Linked DNA regions of Mus musculus: region 1 is linked to region 2. The links are chromatin contacts, called in public HiChIP or PLAC-seq maps. All regions are on one chromosome and are shown on one strand. The core of a region is the stretch at or near the end of the contact, and the rest is flanking DNA. Distances in the headings are between cores, read along the strand shown.

Evidence for each region. HiChIP or PLAC-seq counts read pairs in DNA pulled down with a chosen protein or histone mark.
Region 1: a contact with region 2 is called in an H3K4me3 HiChIP or PLAC-seq map of the SCID.adh cell line, with 22 read pairs. The contact joins the enhancer-like site here to the promoter of Wdr78 in region 2. A contact is called at or near these places in 13 of 39 promoter capture datasets (the 3T3-L1 cell line, 3T3-L1-derived adipocytes, the HPC-7 cell line and 9 more), 1 of 15 datasets of contacts at CTCF or cohesin (CD8 T cells), 6 of 484 Hi-C or Micro-C datasets (CD4 T cells, CD4 single positive thymocytes, CD8 T cells and 3 more), 4 of 115 datasets of contacts at active chromatin or transcription factors (the SCID.adh cell line, double positive thymocytes, embryonic stem cells and 1 more) and 2 of 9 other capture datasets (adipose tissue and pancreatic islet).

What each region holds. Positions count from the first base shown.
Region 1 is chr4:103,036,874-103,040,528 of GRCm38.p6, reverse strand. Wdr78 (WD repeat domain 78) reads left to right here. Exons shown (of 17, transcript NM_146254.4): 17 at 1,188-2,464. The coding sequence ends at 1,238. Among named protein-coding and RNA genes, the nearest start is that of Insl5, 12 kb to the right of the region's middle. Within about 2 kb of position 1,263, at least 36 of the 459 cell types and tissues checked have an H3K27ac peak or open chromatin away from gene starts, as enhancers often do. A contact at or near this core is called in CD4 single positive thymocytes, CD8 T cells, DN3 thymocytes and 4 more, where this site is marked.
Region 2 is chr4:103,112,334-103,115,853 of GRCm38.p6, reverse strand. It overlaps Wdr78 (WD repeat domain 78), which reads left to right and starts at 1,555. Exons shown (of 17, transcript NM_146254.4): 1 at 1,555-1,744. The coding sequence starts at 1,698. It also overlaps a transcript of Mier1 not described here.

The DNA.
Region 1 (3,655 bases), core at 14-2,513, 75 kb after region 2:
TGGTAGTATGTACTAACCATTATCTTTTGTGACAGCAGAAACACCAGCCCTTTCCTTCACATGATGATGGTTGATCGCTGGGTGGCTTAAGTTTTGCTTTAAAGAGTTAGAGTTTGGAAACTCAGTGGAAGTTAATTCATTGGGCCTTTTAGGAAAAACCTTTTCCATGGCTAGTCTGTAGAGAGTACTCGTATATACTTCATTGACTACTATGGCAGATATTTGCCATATATATATATATTTTTTTTTTTGCTTAATGTGTGTGTGTGTGTATGTATAAACTAAAGGAGAATATTTCAATGGTAGAATGTTTAAAAAATATAGACATGTAATAGAGTACTGTTGAAAGCTATGAAGGCATTCTTTGATTGGTCAGATCATGCACAGCATGACTGTGTCTGTCTTAGGGACTCAGGATACATCACTGAGCAAACTACAGGACTGATCCATTTCATTAGCCCGAGTGAGAGACAGATTTGAAAAGCACGTGGAGGCTGGCTCCGGCTGGGCTTGTTAAGTGGAAACTGCAGAACGAGGAAGTGCCAGAGGCAGCAAGTGCAGTACAAGCCAGAGGATGGGAAGTGACTTCTGAGATACAGGGGCTGTTAGTGTTTAGCACTTAGGAATGGTTGGCATTTCCATCTCCCATCATCTTCAAGTTTTCTCAGGACCCTTTCTGCCGTGTGGTAGAGAAGACATGGCTTGACTGCTTGGTCTACTCTACGTTTTTTTCTCCCCCTCCGCCTCATCCGTAGTTTTCACCCTCTTCTATGTGATCATCTCGTGGTTTTCTAGTACAAATAAGTATCAATACGTGAAAATACAAACCCACATGGAAATGAAGAAGTCAGCCACGGACAGGTCAGGAAGTGCAAGCGAGGAAGCTCAGGCTGAGGCACGGAGGGCAAACAGGAGGTGCTGCTAACCCTGTCTTTCCATAAAATCCCTGTAAAAATGTTTGTCCAGCTTCATAAAAAGAGGCATCCCCTAGGAAAGCAGCTTTATGCCAGGAAGCCACTGTCATTATTTAAGCCTTGCTCTGCTGCTCTCCTCTTTTACAGTCTTGTTGGGTACGCATTAAAGGCGGACATCTAACTTACAACTTTCAAATGGCATTTTAACGACAGCTTTACTGTTCAGGTTGGATTTTATTGTATTGTAATTGTGTGGTTTTCCTTCCTTTTCAGGGAGACGTAATCAACATTCTGCTTGGGCCCAAGACAAACCACACAGGATGATCTGTCACTCTCCTTACGCTTTGTTCTTCTCTAACGGAAAGGGACCAACATCATCTGCTGTAAGCTTAAGAGTCTGACTTGAAGAGAGCAGTATGTAGGCTACAACTTCCATTCCAATTGACTTAGCTTTTATTTCAGAAACAAGGGATTAGTTTGTAATTTAAGATAAGCTAAAGATTTGTGCTGGGATTGTCTTAATTTTCTAAAGATATTTCTGTTCCACTTCTTGGTCATATTTAAAATACTTATTAGCAAGTATGTATACCTATAAAATATCCCAATAGCTTAGAAAATGGCTTCTTAAAAAATTCAGACACTTTGAGGATTACTTAAGACACAGTCATTAGAAAACACAATTCCAACAGTGTCAAACTAACTTCCCAAGCTTGGCTTTGGGGGCTTCCAACTGCACTGCCACCTCGGGGAGCACAGTGAGCACTCACACGGGACTCAGAACATCAGTGCTCCCCACTTAAACCTGAGCCTGAAACTACAGAACTTTGTCCCACCGATTGGCAAGCTACAGGACAGAACAACAGATATAAGCATCACATATGCTGGCTAGCCAGCATCCCACTTATCTGTCAGCAGGGGAACAATAATCCGAAATGCATTGCTAGCTTCCTCTCAAAGGACCAGAGTCATCTGCAGAGTCAAATGCATTGAGGCCAGACTTAAATTGTCTTAGAAAGAAAACAGAAGGTCTCAGACATACAGACCAGGTCAGGGTGTTTTCTAAAGTAGTCTAGACAGAGACTGGGCAGTAAGGGTGGGTATACACCCACACACACACAACCCCCCACACACACCCACACAGACTTGGAAGGGGTTATCCATGTGGGTCACCCTAACTAGTGTTCAGGTGTTGAATGGGGCCATAGGGCGTGACAGCCTTTTCTGTAAGGTGTTTTGAGTGGAGGAAAGAAGCCAGGGTGTGTAAATTTCACAAAAAATTTGGAGATCTTTTGTGTCTATGGTGGTGATAAGAGTCCACAGGGCAGTGAGAACTACCTACTACGCATAGCCATTGCTTCATGGTCTCCATTTCTTTGGAGCTATGTGTTAGACAAAAGCAAGGCGATTTTAGCTGGCTCTTGGGTTTAGGCCAGGTCATAAAGATTAGATATTTTCTGCTGGCGTAAGTCACTGTGGTTGGCTTTCTAAAAAATATTAAACTGTGTTACTTTGAGTAAGAAAAATAAAAATTTGATTTAGTTGAAAATGTATTCATTTTATTTTAATTCCTTTTAATTTATATTTTTTTCTCTTGTCTTCATCAAGCCTAGCTGAGAAATAAAGGCATTATTTTGGACCCTGGACAACTGATCTCAGGATTGGACCTACTCTACTTCATTTTTTTTTCTCTAGATGATGCAGGCTTAAGTGATTGTTTCCTATGTGTAGACTGGAGAGTGTTTGTGTGTTTTATATTGAGGGATTTCACAGGGAATTTCTTTGCCTGTTTTCTAGAATAGCTTTGGTTCCTTATAGTAAACTCCATCGTATGGGAATCCTACCCATGCCTTAGTCATCCCACCTGTAAGTACATATGCACATGTGTGTGCAGTTCGGAACAGCAAGAGTGATGACTAAGGTCCAGCACCAGGCAGTCGTTACTTAGGCTGGTCGCTCTCCATGAGGCATCTCTCAGGCAGAACTTGCAGTTATCTGAGCCTGCTGTTTAGCTAGCCATACTGCCAGCCAATGGAAGAAAGGACAATGCATTCTCCACAATGTGTAATTATGCATCATATTTAACATTCATTTGGCTTACTTCTAAACAATTATGTATAGTTACAAATGAGAAATTAGAACACTTAGTATCTGCCTTTTTGTCTCAGGAGTGCAGTTAAAAGAAAATGTTGAAAGTTTAGTTATCAATATGCTAATAATAATGCATATTGAAGCTCTTCACAATTCACATCCAATAGCTCTGTTTATTTATCTTAAGAATCTTGAGACAAGTCGAACAAATTGTTACAACAATAGTATCCCTTTCCCAGAAGTCTATATGAGGCTTAAAGGAGTAAAACCACACACTGAAGACTATTCACTGCCAATTTGAAAGGATGGAAATCAGATTCTCTTTGTTTTCATTCAGTTTGTTGTTCAGAAGATAAAGTCTTCATATAGCCCAGGCTAGACCCAAACTCAGGATCCTCCTGCCTCCACCTCCAGAGTGTTGAGATTACAGGCAGGCTCTAGCCATTCTTATACTTACTCTCCTGCTGGATAAGCGGTTACCATTGTGTAAGTGCTTATTATTGTATAAGTGGTTACTGTTTATAAGTGACTATTCTATTGTATAAGTAGAACACCTACTTGGCTTCTGAAATCTACTGCAGAATACAGCATACATAAATTTTATATTTTACGGTTTAATCTAAAAATGATAATACTTATAAACTTGATTTTCT
Region 2 (3,520 bases), core at 306-2,805:
TTATCATCTTATCAATATTTGCAAACTAGTTATAAATCTTAACGTTGCTGATGTCACTTTTATATCACCCAAAGTCTTGGAAGGGTTGGCCATTAGCACGCCTACAACACCAGCACAGACAATAATCATGTTTTTATTACATGAGGGAGCTTGCCTTTGCCCTCCCTTCATCTCCAGTCGTGCCCTTGCCTACCAGCATCACATCCGTCTTGTCTGCATTGAACCTCAACCAGTTGGTTCTTAACCACGTCCGAAACTCAGCCAGGCACTGGGAGAATCGAGCCACCACACCATCTGGATTAAAGGAAAGAAAGCCTCAGTAGCAAAGAGACAGAGACAGTTACCTCAAGCTCACTCAGTCTCACATTTTCAAAAGATGTCCCAGAACCAGGTCAACCGCCCCGTGGGAATTTCAGCAAAATGAAACAAAGATTGAGTCCTGCAATTTATAAGCAATGCTAAAGATTACAAAGAACCCAATAATTACATTTCTGTATTTCACCCATGATTTGAGAAAAGTCTAGTCAATTCCGGGTCATCTCCGTTAAGCGGTCTTAGAAACCTAGCTGGTCTTAAAATTGCCTAAGGTCTTCTGCAAAATTACAAAAATTGAGGTTTAATAGAAAAACTGAAGCCCTCCCCGGGAGTGGGGGAAGAGACTTGCCCAAGGTCACACAACATGCAAGGACCAGAGATGGGAACCAGGCCAGCAAGCATCTACATTACAAGCTAAAAGAATAAGGCCACTCGCGGGGGAGATAGGCACTGGGAGCGGCTGGTTCCCTGCAATGCTGTCTCTGAGTCTCTCGCCCCTCTAGCTCCCTCCGACAACGGCAGGTTGACCCAGGTTGCGCCTATCACCTCAAGGGATGCTCTGCTAAGAGAGCCAACCTCAACTGGCTGGACAGCTAGAGAAATCAGGGGCACAGAGGTGGAGCCACGGGGGAGTGGCCAGGAAGCCACACCCCTGCCGCGGAGCGAGGGCCGACCGAAAAGGGCGGGAGCTGGCCTGCCCGCCCCGCAAACTCACTCCGCAGCGTAATCCCGGCGCGCCGCGGAAGCGGCGAAGATTGGGCGCCGCCGCCGCCACCGCGAAGGCCGAAAGACCGGGGAGGGGCGGGGCGGAAACTACGCATGCGCGCCAGACGGCAGCGCCTCCAAGCCGCCAGCCCTCCCGGTACACTCGGGCAGCCCCGCCCCGGAAGTTAGGAGTCTTCCGGGCGGCGCTCTCCCGTGGGGGGAGGGGAAGTGGGGAAAAGGAGACTGCGAGCGCCCCTGGGGCCCCGGTTCCCGATCGAAGGATGGGTAAGATGGTCTGTGGAGGCTGCACTTACAGCCGCCGCTGCTGCCGCCGCCTCCGCTGCTGCCGCCGCCGCCTGGAGACGCCCCATCCATCCGCCTGCAGCCGGGAGACTCGCAGCCTGGGAGGGGCCTAGGGCCTGGGCCGCCCGCCTCCTCCGAATCGTCGCCCGAGCTTCCTCCAGCTCCACCAACCCTCTACCCTCCCCTCCGCCTCCGCCCTCCTCCTCCACCTCGAGCGGCCAGCCAACCGCGCGGCCGCTTCTTGAGCCAGGCTCCGCGGTCGCCATGGCGCCCGGCAAACATTCCTGAGCTGCTGAGCGGGCAGTTGGGAGTCCGGGCATCGCCGAACCTGCTGGGGAAGGGGGCGCCGAGCCCTGGTCTAAAAAGTCACCACCATGCATAGCTCTCCGACGAGCACCCGCAAGCAGGCCAGCTTCGCCGCGTAAGTTCCGCACTAGATCCGTGTGGCCCGTTCCTCTAGATCCCGGAGAGACAGCCAGCCCTTCGGTTTGGAAAGGGGTTCCCAACGCATTCGATCCCGCGGAGCCCCCCAGGCAGCGCCGGATCCTCTGGCTTGATTCGGTCTGTGTAAAAACTCCCGCTGCCGTGCTAGACCGGAGTTTGTCGAGGACCACCCTGCCTATTTCTTCCAAGCGCTTTTTCTTGTATTCTTTCATTAGGTCTCTCAACTTCCAAGCTGTCTCGTGTTCTGGCTCCTTGGTCTCTGAGCAACCAAAGCTAATTTTAATATGTACGCCAGCAGAGGATTTTTTTTTTTCATCTCTTTCTGCCAGCTTACCTTAAGACTCTTAACTGCTTAGTTCATGCCGCTAAGCTAGGAGAAAGGCCCAAAGATAATGTGGACTCGTGTGGCGTTGAACTTGGAAGTGGTTTGAATTTTCATTAAAATATTCCCCCTTTCATGCTCGAACATTTCAGTGGTTTTGCGGTCTTCCCAGAGCAGCCACATCTTTTCTTCCAACATCCTCTCAGCTAATTCGCCCTTTGAACTTACTGAAAGTTCTGAGGAGAGAGCCTTGCATTTGCCCTTGAGTTAAGTGCTCAGCCTTACATCGCTTCTCCGAAAAAGCGCTTTCCAATAGCTTACAACAGTCGGTTGGCACTTTAGTTGTTAACTAGCCAGTCACCAGCTTTGATCTAAATGACCACTTACTTTACTGAGTTTTGAAATGCTTCAGTTAGCTAATAGGACATTTTTCAATCTTCACTAGGCTCGTGGCTAGTTTCTGCTGTTATGTATCAATGTCTGTTTGTGTTTATAGATCAGGGTCTTTCGCCCTGTGTAGCCCTGGCTGATATGGAACTGGTTTGAAAGTGCTGGGATTAAATAAAGGCTTGGGCCACCTGGCCTGGCCTTCTTTTTCAAAATAGTTTACTAATCTGTCTCCTTCCTAAATATGTGTTGTGGAGGCAGGTGGTTCACTTCGTTGTTGCCTTGTGCCTTTCAAAGTTAAGTATATGCATGATTCACAAGTTTTCTTATCTCTTCAAGATCTCTCTCAAGAAAACAAAACTGAAGCAATTACACCCAGTGTGCTCGAAATTCATCCTCAGCGCTGTAATTTACTGCCCCTTTGTTTCCAGTCCGCAGCCATCCCAGTTCATTAAACTGCAACCCTTGCACTTCCTCGGTATGGGTCCTGCATCTTTACTGCCAAGCATTGAGGGCCACTTCACTTCGTCAAGTAGCTGTGCTCTCCAGACCTAACAGTCATTTCTGCATTGGAATAGCTGGCTGAATCGTCTGCTTGCCAACACCCTCCACATAGTAGTCTGCACAAAACTTCCTTAAGCTTTTCCCTTTCCCTCTGAGCTCCCTTTCTTCCAAGTCCCCACGGGATCTGGCTTTGGATTATGCCCCTTGAGTATGATGTAACATCCCGCAGCACGCACACACACGCACATATACACACACATAGGCCAGGAACGCTATTACGCTTCGAGTTTATCCCCATGAGTATATTATATTCTCCAGGTTTTTTTTTTTCCTTAGTTTTTCAAGACAGGGTTTCTGGAACTCTCTGTAAACCAGGCTGGCTCTAATTCACAGAGATCTTCCTGCCTCTGCCTCCAACCTCTTGGGATTGTGGGTGTGCCCCCCCCCCCCCCAGCTCATATTATGTCCTCTTTTGTTTTGTGCACTGCTGTAGACTCTTACCTAGAATGGAGAACATCTTTAGTACACATTGGTAAACTG